Regions from separate parts of the Mus musculus genome. Here region 2 is linked to region 1. The links are chromatin contacts, called in public Hi-C maps. All regions are on one chromosome and are shown on one strand. The core of a region is the stretch at or near the end of the contact, and the rest is flanking DNA. Distances in the headings are between cores, read along the strand shown.

Region 1 (5,613 bases), core at 1,210-3,709:
TGCTGTCTCTTCACATAAAACGCTAAGACAGAAGTTGATACCAGGGGTGGGGTATTACTGGATAGGCTTGCCTGATCATACTTCTGTTTGGAATATGGACTTTGGAACTTTGTATTAGAAAAGCAGTTGAATGTTTTAAGTGGGGCTTAATGCACCATCTTAGTAGGGGCATGGAAGACAGTGGTGCTGAGGGTGACTTGAATTGTGGGGACCTGACTCAAGAGGTTCGGAGGAGACAGGTGTTAGTATGTAGGCTAGAGACTGTTTTTGTGATGTTTTGGTAAAGAATATGTCTGCTTTCTGCCTTTATTCAGAAAGTCTTCCTGAGGATACATTAAAGAGTTTGGGATTAATTGGTTTGGCAGGGGAAGTCTCAAAGCAGCCTGGTATTGACTCTGTCGTGTGGTTACTGGTGTTCACTCCTATACAGTTCTAAAATGAAGGAGAGTGAACTGGGCAAGGAAAGATACCAAATGTGCAGCTTGAGGGGAAAAGTAAATAAAATGGAGCTAAATCCTGTGTTTAAGGAGATAAATAGGTTTTAAAAATCCTGATGTTAAATGGAATAAAAGGATTGGTGATCACAAGGCAAGATCCTACTCAGCTAAGCTTCCAACATGTGAAAAAGAATTAATGAAAAGCCTAGGGCTGTGTTTTAGTGCACATGCATTTAATCTCAGAACTTAGGAGGCAGAGGCAGGAGGGTCTCTAAATTCAAGGCCATCCTGGTCTACAGAGCAAATTCCAGGCCAGCCAAGCTTAGTTAATGAAGAAAACAGAAAGCCGGTAAAGATGTAATTGAAAAAGGGGGTCATGTTCCAGCCTCAGGAAGCATCAGAACTTGGCAGCTTCAGCCATGTGGTTCTGGCTTTAGAGTCAAGGATAGAATAAAGTGGTTATGGACTCTCCTTCCATGACTAAGAAAAACTGTTGAGGTCAGGCATGTGGAAGGGGTGTTCTTGCTTGGAGGCCTAGAGATGCCAATGTGTGAAGCAATGAAGATAAAGCCTGGTGTTTTAGTTGAAGCTTCCATTGCTGTGAAGAGATGCTGTGAAGAGACACCATGGCCAATGCAACTCTTAGAAAGGACACATTTGTTGGAGCTGGCTTACAGATTCTGAGGTTCAGTCCATCATCATCACGGTGGGAAGCATGATGGCGTCCAGGCAGACATGGTGCTGGAGAGAGAGAGAGAGAGAGAGAGAGAGAGAGAGAGAGAGAGAGAGAGAGAGAGAGAGAGAGCAGTGTGTTGTAGTCAATAAAGCTGAAGGGAGCTGGGGATCTGGAGTGCTTTGACATCAGACATGCAGAGTTTGAAGTTTGCCCAGCTGGGTTTTGGTCTTGCATTGGTCCAGCATTTCTTTCCTGTGCTTCCTTCCCCGCTTTATAGAAGAGTAATGCGTACCCTGTGCTATTATATGCTGGAACTATGTGGTCTGCTTTTTAAAATGTGATTTTAGAATGGACTGCAGATAAGAGATTGCATAAATCTCAGAAGAGACTTTGATTATCGTACTTTTAAACAAGTTTGAGACCGTGATAGACTATGGGGGTCTTTTGCAGTTGGACTAAATGCATCTTGCATTATTATGGCTACAAGCCTACAGGAGCCAGAGAGTGGAATGTGGTGGCTTGAATAGGAATGACCCCCATAGACTCATGTGTTTGAATGCTTGGTCCACAGGGAGTGGCACCCTTAGGGGGTGTGGTCTTGTTAAAGTAGGTGTGGCTTTGTTGGAGGAAGTGGGCTGTGATGTCTCAGAAGCTTAGGCCAGTTCTCTGCCTGCTGCTGTCATGCTTCCCGCCATGACTGTGTGGACTAAACCCCTGAAACTGTAAGCCAGACCCAGGTATCTGTTTTCCTTTATAAGAGTTGTCATGATCATGGTGTCACTTCACAGAAATAAAACCCAATTAAGACACCAGCTTAGCCCCATTTCCTGACTGCTCTCTGCTTCTTGCAACATCACCAGCTCCCTCCTGCTCCCGTTACTGTGCCTTCCTGCCATGAAGGATGGTGGGCTTTCTTAAACTATAAGCCAAAGCAAATTTTTCCTCCATTAGGTTGCCCTTGGTCAGGGATTTGGTCATAGCAACGAGAAAAGTAACTAATGAACTTATTTTGTTTTCATTTTTTAAGTATCTGAGTCCAAAGGAACTTAGTCCCCAGCCCCCATTAAGCTGCTGTCCTTTTGCTTTTAAATAGGTCAGTCACCAGGGCTAGTGAGCCTTAGAGAACAGGGCTCCAGGATTAACCTGCCCACAAGGAAATTCTCTTATTGCCTTGGGCTTTCTTAACCTACTAGACAAAGGATGATGACAGAGTTCCATTTACTGTCCTGCAACTCTGGCAAACTGGGTAGATGGAGGCCAGAGAAGCACATTTCCTGTCCAGCCCAGGTCAGCAGGAGTCCTAGGAGGGAGGGTCAGGCCTCCTGTCTTTGGCTCCCACCCATGACTCCTGCTCTCCACCTGCTGCTCTCGGTTATGTGTTGACAAGCCGCTTTTGTTGCCTTCCTGAGGGAGTGCAGGAAAAGCACGTTGGGAATTCAGGAGAACACCGGGGCTCTAACTGCTCCTGAATGAGACAGAATTAGAAAATGGTTTCAAATTGAAAACTTAATTTTCAATTAGTGTACATTCAGGCAGGAGTGGGAGGGATTAGGGGATGGCAGCTTGTTTGGTTAACACACTCTTTAGAAGACACGCTTGCAAGCTATTAGTTAGCTTTCTCCTGGCTCCCCCCTCCCAACGCCTTAAAGTGCTCCCGGCTCCCTCACTGCCTGCTGCATGCTACATCCCAGCTGACTCATGCAGAAGGCAGCAGCTGTAGCCTCTGGAGGTGGGGTGTAGCCATGGGCTCTGAGGACACAGGTGAACTTATCTTCCAATGGGGCCACCTGCTTCTAAAAAAAAAAAACACTTCTGGAAAAACAAGCCAACACATTTCTCTAACATATTTGATCGCAGTGTTGGTTGATGGGCCGGCTCATCTAATAAAGACACCCGTTCACACTTAGGTTGTAGGAGTGCAGGACATACTGTTCGGGTCTGTTCTGCATTAACCTTATCCCAGTCTAGGGGCCCCTGAAGGTTGAGAACCATCAGAAACAAACTTGGCTCAGTGTTTCATGATGTGCCCAGGTCCAGACATCTATAGAGCCAAGGGAAAGCACAGTGCTGAGAACCAGAGAGGCACAGACACCCCAAGTCTCAAGATGATGGCTGACCACCAGAGCACAGGGGTGAGCGCTCTGCTGTTGGCCCTCTCTAATCCTATTTCCTGTAGAATCTGTCAGAGGCAGATGAGATTTTCAGGCTGTTAATCCATTGTCTTCTCAGAGTTCCAGCCCTTGGAATGAAGCAGATTCAATTCCCACCTACAAAGTAGACTCGATTCTCATCTGTTCTCTTTGACCTCTGCGGCACTCTGGGGTCCTGTGACTGCAAGTGATGCACCATTGGGTGAACCTGCTAAGGGTAGATTTAAAGTCTGTGATTTGTGCTGAGAGTAGCCCTGAAGGTCAGAAGGGCAAGAATGAGGTGTGACATTCAAGATATGGCAGTAGGGGCTGTGGGTTAGGACCCGAGTGGTTTTATCTGTCTTTTCCTGCCTTCTTTTCTGCTGTAGATAGTTCTGTCTTCTTCACTATCGCCGACATTTGTTCTTCTTTAGATTTATTAATACCCTCTGGCCTGGGGTGTTCATACAACCAAAGCCCGTTCGCCTTGGTTAGTTGACTTTCAGTGTTCAGCTAGATTCGATGGATGAATGAGCTAACTGTGGAATCCGCCTCTACCAGGCAGCTTCAGTAAACAAGTGAGCGCTCAACAGTGGATGTTTACAAGCCAAAAATCACAAATTCAGTCAGCAGAGCAGTAACTTCATTAGGCGCTTCCCTCTGCCGTTAGTCAGTAAGAGAAAGTATGGGGGCTGTGATTAAACGCGCTTTTCTTCTGTGGCAGGCCACCGCTGTCTGCTTGCTTGGCACGTGCCATTTTCCTTTCTCCTTCCTTCCAAGTCTTCTCACAGCAAAGCTGGCTGCGAAGTCGGGAAGCAAGCATGCCATCTTAGCGCTGACACGGCCGCTGGCTCGACTGATTTGTCACTACGGTTTTTCCTGACTCCTTCTTCAACCTTGGCTCAAATCCCGGGCTCTGAGCTCCAGGTGACATCTGCTCCCTACAGATTGGTACGAGCACATTCCAAGTGCCCTTACTGACGACTCTCATCAGTGAGTACAACCCCAGGCTAGTCTCTGCACCCTCTTCTCATAGGCATAGGTGTCTTTAGCCAGCCAGGTGAATCTCTTTTTCCTGTTAAACTCCTTTCTCTCTAGAGAAGCCATCCGAGCATGCTGTTCCTCCATTAAGTCTTATCATGGCGTTAAGCAAGGCTTGTTAATCCTTTCTCTGCTGCCTAGGCTACTTTCCAGGAAGTGCTGGATTTAATTGAAGAAAGGATGGGAGAGGTTCAGATGCCAGCCCAGTGTCTGTCAGCTTCCAGTCCAAAATAAAGGAGACTAGGAAGGAGGAGTTTAGAAAACAATACTCGACGCCAGACAAATATCGACAAATCTTGATAGCTCAGAAGCAATTGACTTTGAGAAAGTGAAACTTAAATCTAGACTCTTCTGGTTTTGAAAGGGTCTCTGAAGTCTTGTCATCTGCTCCTTTATTTTATAAATGGGCAAAGTCTGCGCTAGAAGAGACTGGAGGGGCTGCTCAATGATGAATCAGGAACTGAAGAGCAAGCCTGGGACTCTGCTGGTCCCTAGAGGCTTTACTTTAGAGACAGTTAGCTCATCATCTCCTCTTTCATAAAAGCAGCTAAGAAGGCTTGAGATTTAAATGACATTTTCCTTATTTACTTTGTGGGGTGTGTGTGTGTGTGTGTGTGTGTGTGTGTGTGAATGAGTGTGCCGTGGTGCGCCTGTGGAAATAAAAGGACATTCCTTTCCTTCTACCACACGGGTCCCTCAGTGGTCAGCCACACAGGCTGCATCTTCATCCACAGAACCACCTCGCCCACCCAGAAAGGGTTCTGAAGGTGGACTCAATGCTTTCCTATCCACAAATTTAAAAAAATTATTACAAAGTTTTGTTTGTATGTGTAATTATGTGCATAAGTCTGTGTGTATATACAATATATACACTCAGTGCCTATAGACTGTATTCTTCTGTGCCTGTGGAGGCCAGAAGAGGCTGTTGGATTTCCTGGAACTGGAGTTATGGATTGTGAACCCATTCTGGTACTGGGAACCCAAGCCGAATCTTCTCCAAGAGCAGCCACTGCTGCTCTTAACCACGGAGCCACTGCTCCAACCTAAACCTCATACAACTTGTAAAGATGTTGATAGGCTTTTACTCAGGATTTAGGGAAATGTCAATCATAATCCTTTTGCTTTTAGGTGTCAAAAGTACAATTAGTCAGAAAGGAGGGTTTCTAAGCCTGTGAGATCACAGGAAAGTTGGCTAAACAGACCACACAAATCTGGACCAGAACAAGGACTAGAGTGTGCATAGCACCTTCCCATACCCCTCCTTTTCTTGACTTTCCTCCCCCTCTTACTTTTCCATTTTGTTAGAGACAGGCTCTTACTATATGACCCA
Region 2 (5,613 bases), core at 2,005-4,504, 650 kb after region 1:
AATTTTAAGCTCCCAATAAACTCTTCTTTCTCTAAGTTGCCTTAGTTTTGTGATAGTCGTTGAAAAGCAGCTAAAACAATAACTGAGCACAAGGAGGTAACTTATTATTTTGATCTTAGTCTCACAGACACCCTAATGCTCATAGAAACTTAAGATGATGAGCATTGGGATAGTTAAAAATAATGTTGAGCGCCCACAGACACTGTAAAAACCTGGCTTTTGTCTTCAAAACCATATTGTCATTAAATATAGAGATAATTGTGAAGCCTGTAATCAGCTCTGTAAGACCCTTTATGCCAGTGCTCAGAGTCTCATTAACATAGTAAATTTTTCTGATCCTTGATTCTGTCTTTGGTGCCTGTTTCATTTCCCAGGAAACTCTTGCATTACTCTCGGTGCAACATCGCAGCAAAATAACTGGACACTTTCACCTCATTTGCCTTTGAGAATTAGATCTTTGCACCCCAGCTCAAAAGGATATTGACTGTACACCTCTAGTGAACAGGTACAGACTCTGGTCTAAAATGTGTTCTCATAGATAACGTGGTGTCGTGGACTAAGGCACACTGGGTCCCCAAATTTACTGCTATTGCTAACAGCTTTTTTTTTTTTTTTTTTTTTTTTGCCTGCTGTGGGTCTTAGAACTCAGACATTTAATTTCCTGACTTGCAATTCTTCCATCTCCCTCTCTTCTCTTTGGAAACAGAATTAGCTGGAGTGCTTTTCAGGAAAGTGGTTAGTTCTCTAAAGCACTGGGCTCATACCCAGGAAATCAAACCTTATTAGGAATTAAACTAATTGAAAACAAGCCCCCAGGAGGTGCTGGGGAATTAACAAGAGCTCCTTGACTGGCACAGGTGGCCTCTCTTTGTACAACAGGTGGTCCCTCTGAAATCGCATGCTAATTGAGCTTATAGAAAAAAAAAAAACAAACTAATGATGTGTTAATGGTTCTTTGGGAGAAATTTGAAGTTAACAGTTTCCTAGGACAGTTTATCACCATGAGTCACTCCATCCTTGTTTTTCTTCTTTATGAATATTAATTGGTACATCACATTAGGAGTATATAGATGAGCTGGGCAAGTGACAGGTCATCTTCACTTGACTTCAAATTAATATGAAGAAGGAAGTGCAGGCATCCTGGTCATAGGGATGCGCCTGGAAAACAAATGCTGTGAATGGCTGAGCTTTGGAGGTCTGTAAGATCTGAATGTTTTCTCTATCCCTTATCAGATTGTTAACTTCAGGTGAAGGCTAACTCCCTTTGAATCTGAAAACAAGATCTCACCTGCTCATCTCTAATCTGGTAATAAAGGCCTTCTGAGATTGTTGTGGCAATAATAGCCTCAATAGTCAGTGTGTGGCAACTGGTAGAATTAATTCATGGGTTTAAGGTATTTTGTGAATTTCAACCAAATAGATCAATCATGTGATTGTTAATATAAATTTAACTGTCAAGTCACTACTACTGTAATGAAAAATTGCCTAGTCCTTAAATTGTTAGTCCTTACAGAGAACTGGGAGCTCACATAGATCTATTTATTACCTGAGTTTCCTGATCCTGAGAGATGAAGTGACTCAAGTATATCACAGAGGAGCCCAGGTAACCTCAGCCAGCACTGACTATTCAGCTACTGTTAGTTCTTCTTTTTGTTTTATTTATTACTGTTATGTGTATGTATGTGGGTTGCATGTGACAGGGCATGTATGTGCCAGGGCATGCTCCGACAGCTTTGTGTTGTCGCTCCTCTCTTAGCACTGTGGTGGATTGAACTCACATAGTCAGATGTGTGCAGAGCAGCAAGTGTCTTTACTGTTGAGCCACCGTACAGCTCTCTAGCTAGCTACTCTTCTTGTCCATGCTCATGCTACAAAGAATAAACTCTGGGACCTGAGGAAATGGGAGTCTGATCACTGAATTAAAACAATTCTGTCTTAAAAATAAATAAGGTAGGGAACAAAAGAAAGTCACTTAAGCTTCACCTATGGAACACGTGCGCGCGCGCGCACACACACACACACACACACACACCTTTTCCTTGATTAAAACATCATTTCTTTCACTCTTCAGTAATTCTATGACTTTCAGTGTTTATTAGCCTGTTAATCTGTATAATTTTTTTTTAGCTCTAATGGTTTACCTAAACGATTACTTTTAAAATAAGTCATAGCAAGTAAATATATCAAAGTACTATAAAAATTGTCTGTAAATTTGTTATTATGATTATAGGGCTTTTTAAAGTAACATTTTTAGTTTTCTCAAATTTCTGTACTTTTTGTTTAAAGCATAAAAGTTTGCTATTTCGCTTCATATTGCAGGTTGACTTTTCATTGTCATTCCCCTGCTATGGCATGGACAATTGACACATAACTGGTACACCCAGTAGACACAGGACAACACAGTAAATGGGTCAAAAGACTAAGTCAATTGTGCTTTCTTTCATAACCACTTTTTTCTTGATTCATCTTTAACATGAAAAACCTGCACCTCAAAGTGACTAAGTACCCTGTATGTTGGTTCCCAACATTCTGTAACTCCAGCTCCAGGGTTTCTGAGTCTTTCTTCTGGCCTCATGGGTCAAGTATACTTATTGTTCACATACACACGTGTAGGCAAACCTCTTATAGACATGAAAGAAAAGTGAATAAATAAATTAAAAGTAAGTAAATCAAATAAATTTTAAAAAGAATTGCATAACATTATGCATGACACCAAAACTATCTCATTGCCATGGTAATGGGGATATTAATTTTTCTATGCCAAAGGTTCTTCAGTAAAGTATGTCACATCTATCAGAACAAATTGTAAGGACACACACTAACTTTTCTAGACCAAGCTATCCTCCTGCTCCAACATGGAAACAGTATCTCAAATAGTGAGACTGGTGTGGTGGCAATAGTGTTAGAATTCATGAGGTTGAGACAGAATGACAGCCATGACTTTGAGGGACAGAGTAAGATTTGCCACCAACCCCTCAAAAAATATCCCAGCTGAAGCTGCAGAATATTATAGACATTTATTTTACTGGAAAATTAGAAATGTGTACCCTATTTTCTTAATTTTTAAGATGTGTCTAGTTGACTCTTGAAAATAAATTTTTAAAAGAGGAAGAAACGGAGTATCCAGTAAGTTTTCTCTTCCTCCAAACAAGCATTGTTCTTGAGCAATAAAGTCTGGCAGATCTAGCAGGCCCCCAGCAGCACTTGCTAATTGACTGTGTTTTGTTCTGGGCTCTCATTGGCTCTTTTCACTATGGCATAAGAACAAGTCCCAGATGGTCCTTCTGAAACTAACCCATGTGCTCCAGGCATTGGCCAGTCCATCTGGCCTTCTATGAATATTAATGGATATTTCACCTGAGCCCTTGAAGTCAACAACAGAAATGTACTTGGTTCTTAGGTCCCCGGAGTTGCCAAAAAATAAATCAGAGAAGACAAAACACTGTGTTCCCCAGATACCAATCCTTCTCTGTTCAGAACTGTGGTAGCCTTTTGTCTTGTAATCTTAGCAGGAGTCTAGGAGACTTATGACGTTACATTTTAAACTCACCCAGTCTCCTTCTTATTTAACTATATGCTCTACCTTTCTTATCCCCCTTTATTCACCATCATGCACCAAATCTCCTGAATTTCAGTCTGTCTTGTGGATTGACTTATGATTTCTTTTATTTGCACTTTAATATGGTGCATGTTATATATTCAGTAGAAACCACAATTTGAATTTTATTTGACTCTTGGCTAGAAGTGTAAGCCAATGCTCACCTTTAATGCTGAACAGAGTAGTAAGAGAGATACAGTCCCACGCATATATACACTTTGACAGAAAGTGTGGACAACTGATTTTTTAGTGAGGCAAGGTCACTGTGGACATGAGGCTGTGCTATTTTTCTGTTATTCCATATTGTGTAAATCAGTGTGTTTTTAGGCTGTGCCTTGCTCTGAGCGGTTCCATTTTACAAGCAGCTTTTGCTTACATTTTGAAGATGGAGGATAACTATATTTTGATGGACATATCAATGAAAACATCTGTCTAGCACCAAACATGAAGCACAGCCTGATCTAAGGCATATTCCTAGTAGTAGGAAGCCACTTTATAAGCTGGTGGGACTGGATTTGGATTGTAGGAGCATATGGACATATGAAAACCCATCCAGGGTAACTAAGCCCAAAAACTCATTTAACACACCAGACTAAGAAAGGGTAAAATTCTCTCACGTGGGCCCATTGACATGTCTAATGACTAAGTTGCATTAGTCAGTGTTCTCTAAAGGACAGAACTGCTAGAATGAATATACATATATTAAAAAATGGACTACACTGGCTTTCAGGATGGCCTTGGTAGTGTGGCTATGTCTGTTTCATACCAAAGAGGCTAAAAGTCTATTGTTCAGAACACAAGGCTCAATATCTCAACCTGGCACTGAATACCTAGAGGATACCTGAGGAGCTGATGGTCTTCAGTTTGTATTAGAATTCTAAACAAGTTTGTCCTAATATCAGCAAAAGAACACTGCAGCAGCAGCATAGATGGATACCCCAGGGATAGTGAGGGCAGGCAGGAAAAAACAAGTCTCTGTCTTCCACGTCTTCGATCTAATAATTAATTGATTGATTAATTAATTAATCTATTCATTGTTTATTTATTTTCTTATTTATTTATTCATTCATTTATTATTTGTTATCATAATTATTTATTTTAAAGCAGATATAAGAATCTTCTTTAAAGTCTTTTGAAAACCAGAGTAAAAATATTTCTTAAATAATTCTTTGTCCTATGAATACCTGTAAGAAAATAACATTGTCTGTGACAAACTTGTCATTTAAAAAAACCACAAAAGCAGAATATTGAGGAAACAAATGTAGCATAAGTGCAGAAAAATGCAGAAATTAATCCACGAAATCTTTAAATTAGTAGCACGATAGGACCCTTAAACTTTGCTTTCTATTGGCTCATGGGACCTGGGTGTGGAGCGTCAAACCTATAGATCTATGTGAAGCAAAAGAATTGACAGGAAAGCTATAGAAACTTTGTTTTTTTGCTAAAGAATAGCAACTTGAACAATAATAAAGAAAATCTAGAAAGGTTTATTTTGGTAAATGATTGTTCTTTCTTTTTCTGTACTTTGGATAAATCAGTTTTCATTTAACATAAGCTTATATGTCTAACGTGTAAATGAATAAAGGGATCTTCCATGTCTTTTGAGATTGCTACTAGAAGGCGTTGCCCATATTGGAGGTGGGTATTCCTTCTCTAAATAACCTGATCAAGAAAATCCTGTACAGGTGTGTTCAGCAGTTTGTGTCTTGGATGATTCCAGAAGCAGTCATGGACAACCAACATTAGTCACCCTAAGACCAAAATGGATACCTAGTCCCTTGATGCAGAAGACCCCATCAATCTGTCATCCAGACACTGTGTAAGTAGGCAAGGGCCTGATAGAAAAAACACTCCTTGGTGTACCAAAGGCTTCTGTCGCACTAGGTTTCTGCTGTTGATGTGACCACTGTAATATCCAATTTCCTGTTTTGCTAGACCTTCTGTTTGTCTCTCTGAACCTTTTATCCATCTACCCTCCAAGGATATCCATTCCTTTTACCTTGCATCTGTAGCTC

What was found. Hi-C and Micro-C count contacts between places; a contact is called where the count stands out from the background.
Region 2: a Hi-C map of cerebellum shows a contact between it and region 1, with 3 times the contacts expected there. The contact joins two enhancer-like sites. A contact is called at or near these places in 2 of 15 datasets of contacts at CTCF or cohesin (large pre-B cells and pro-B cells) and 4 of 484 Hi-C or Micro-C datasets (cerebellar granule neurons, cerebellum and cortical neurons).

Annotation. Positions count from the first base shown.
Region 1 is chr2:94,476,007-94,481,619 of GRCm38.p6, forward strand. No RefSeq gene overlaps it. Among named protein-coding and RNA genes, the nearest start is that of Api5, 41 kb to the left of the region's middle. Within about 2 kb of position 2,460, at least 6 of the 459 cell types and tissues checked have an H3K27ac peak or open chromatin away from gene starts, as enhancers often do. A contact at or near this core is called in cerebellum, where this site is marked.
Region 2 is chr2:95,128,112-95,133,724 of GRCm38.p6, forward strand. No RefSeq gene overlaps it. Among named protein-coding and RNA genes, the nearest start is that of Gm13794, 260 kb to the right of the region's middle. Within about 2 kb of position 3,255, at least 2 of the 459 cell types and tissues checked have an H3K27ac peak or open chromatin away from gene starts, as enhancers often do. A contact at or near this core is called in cerebellum, where this site is marked.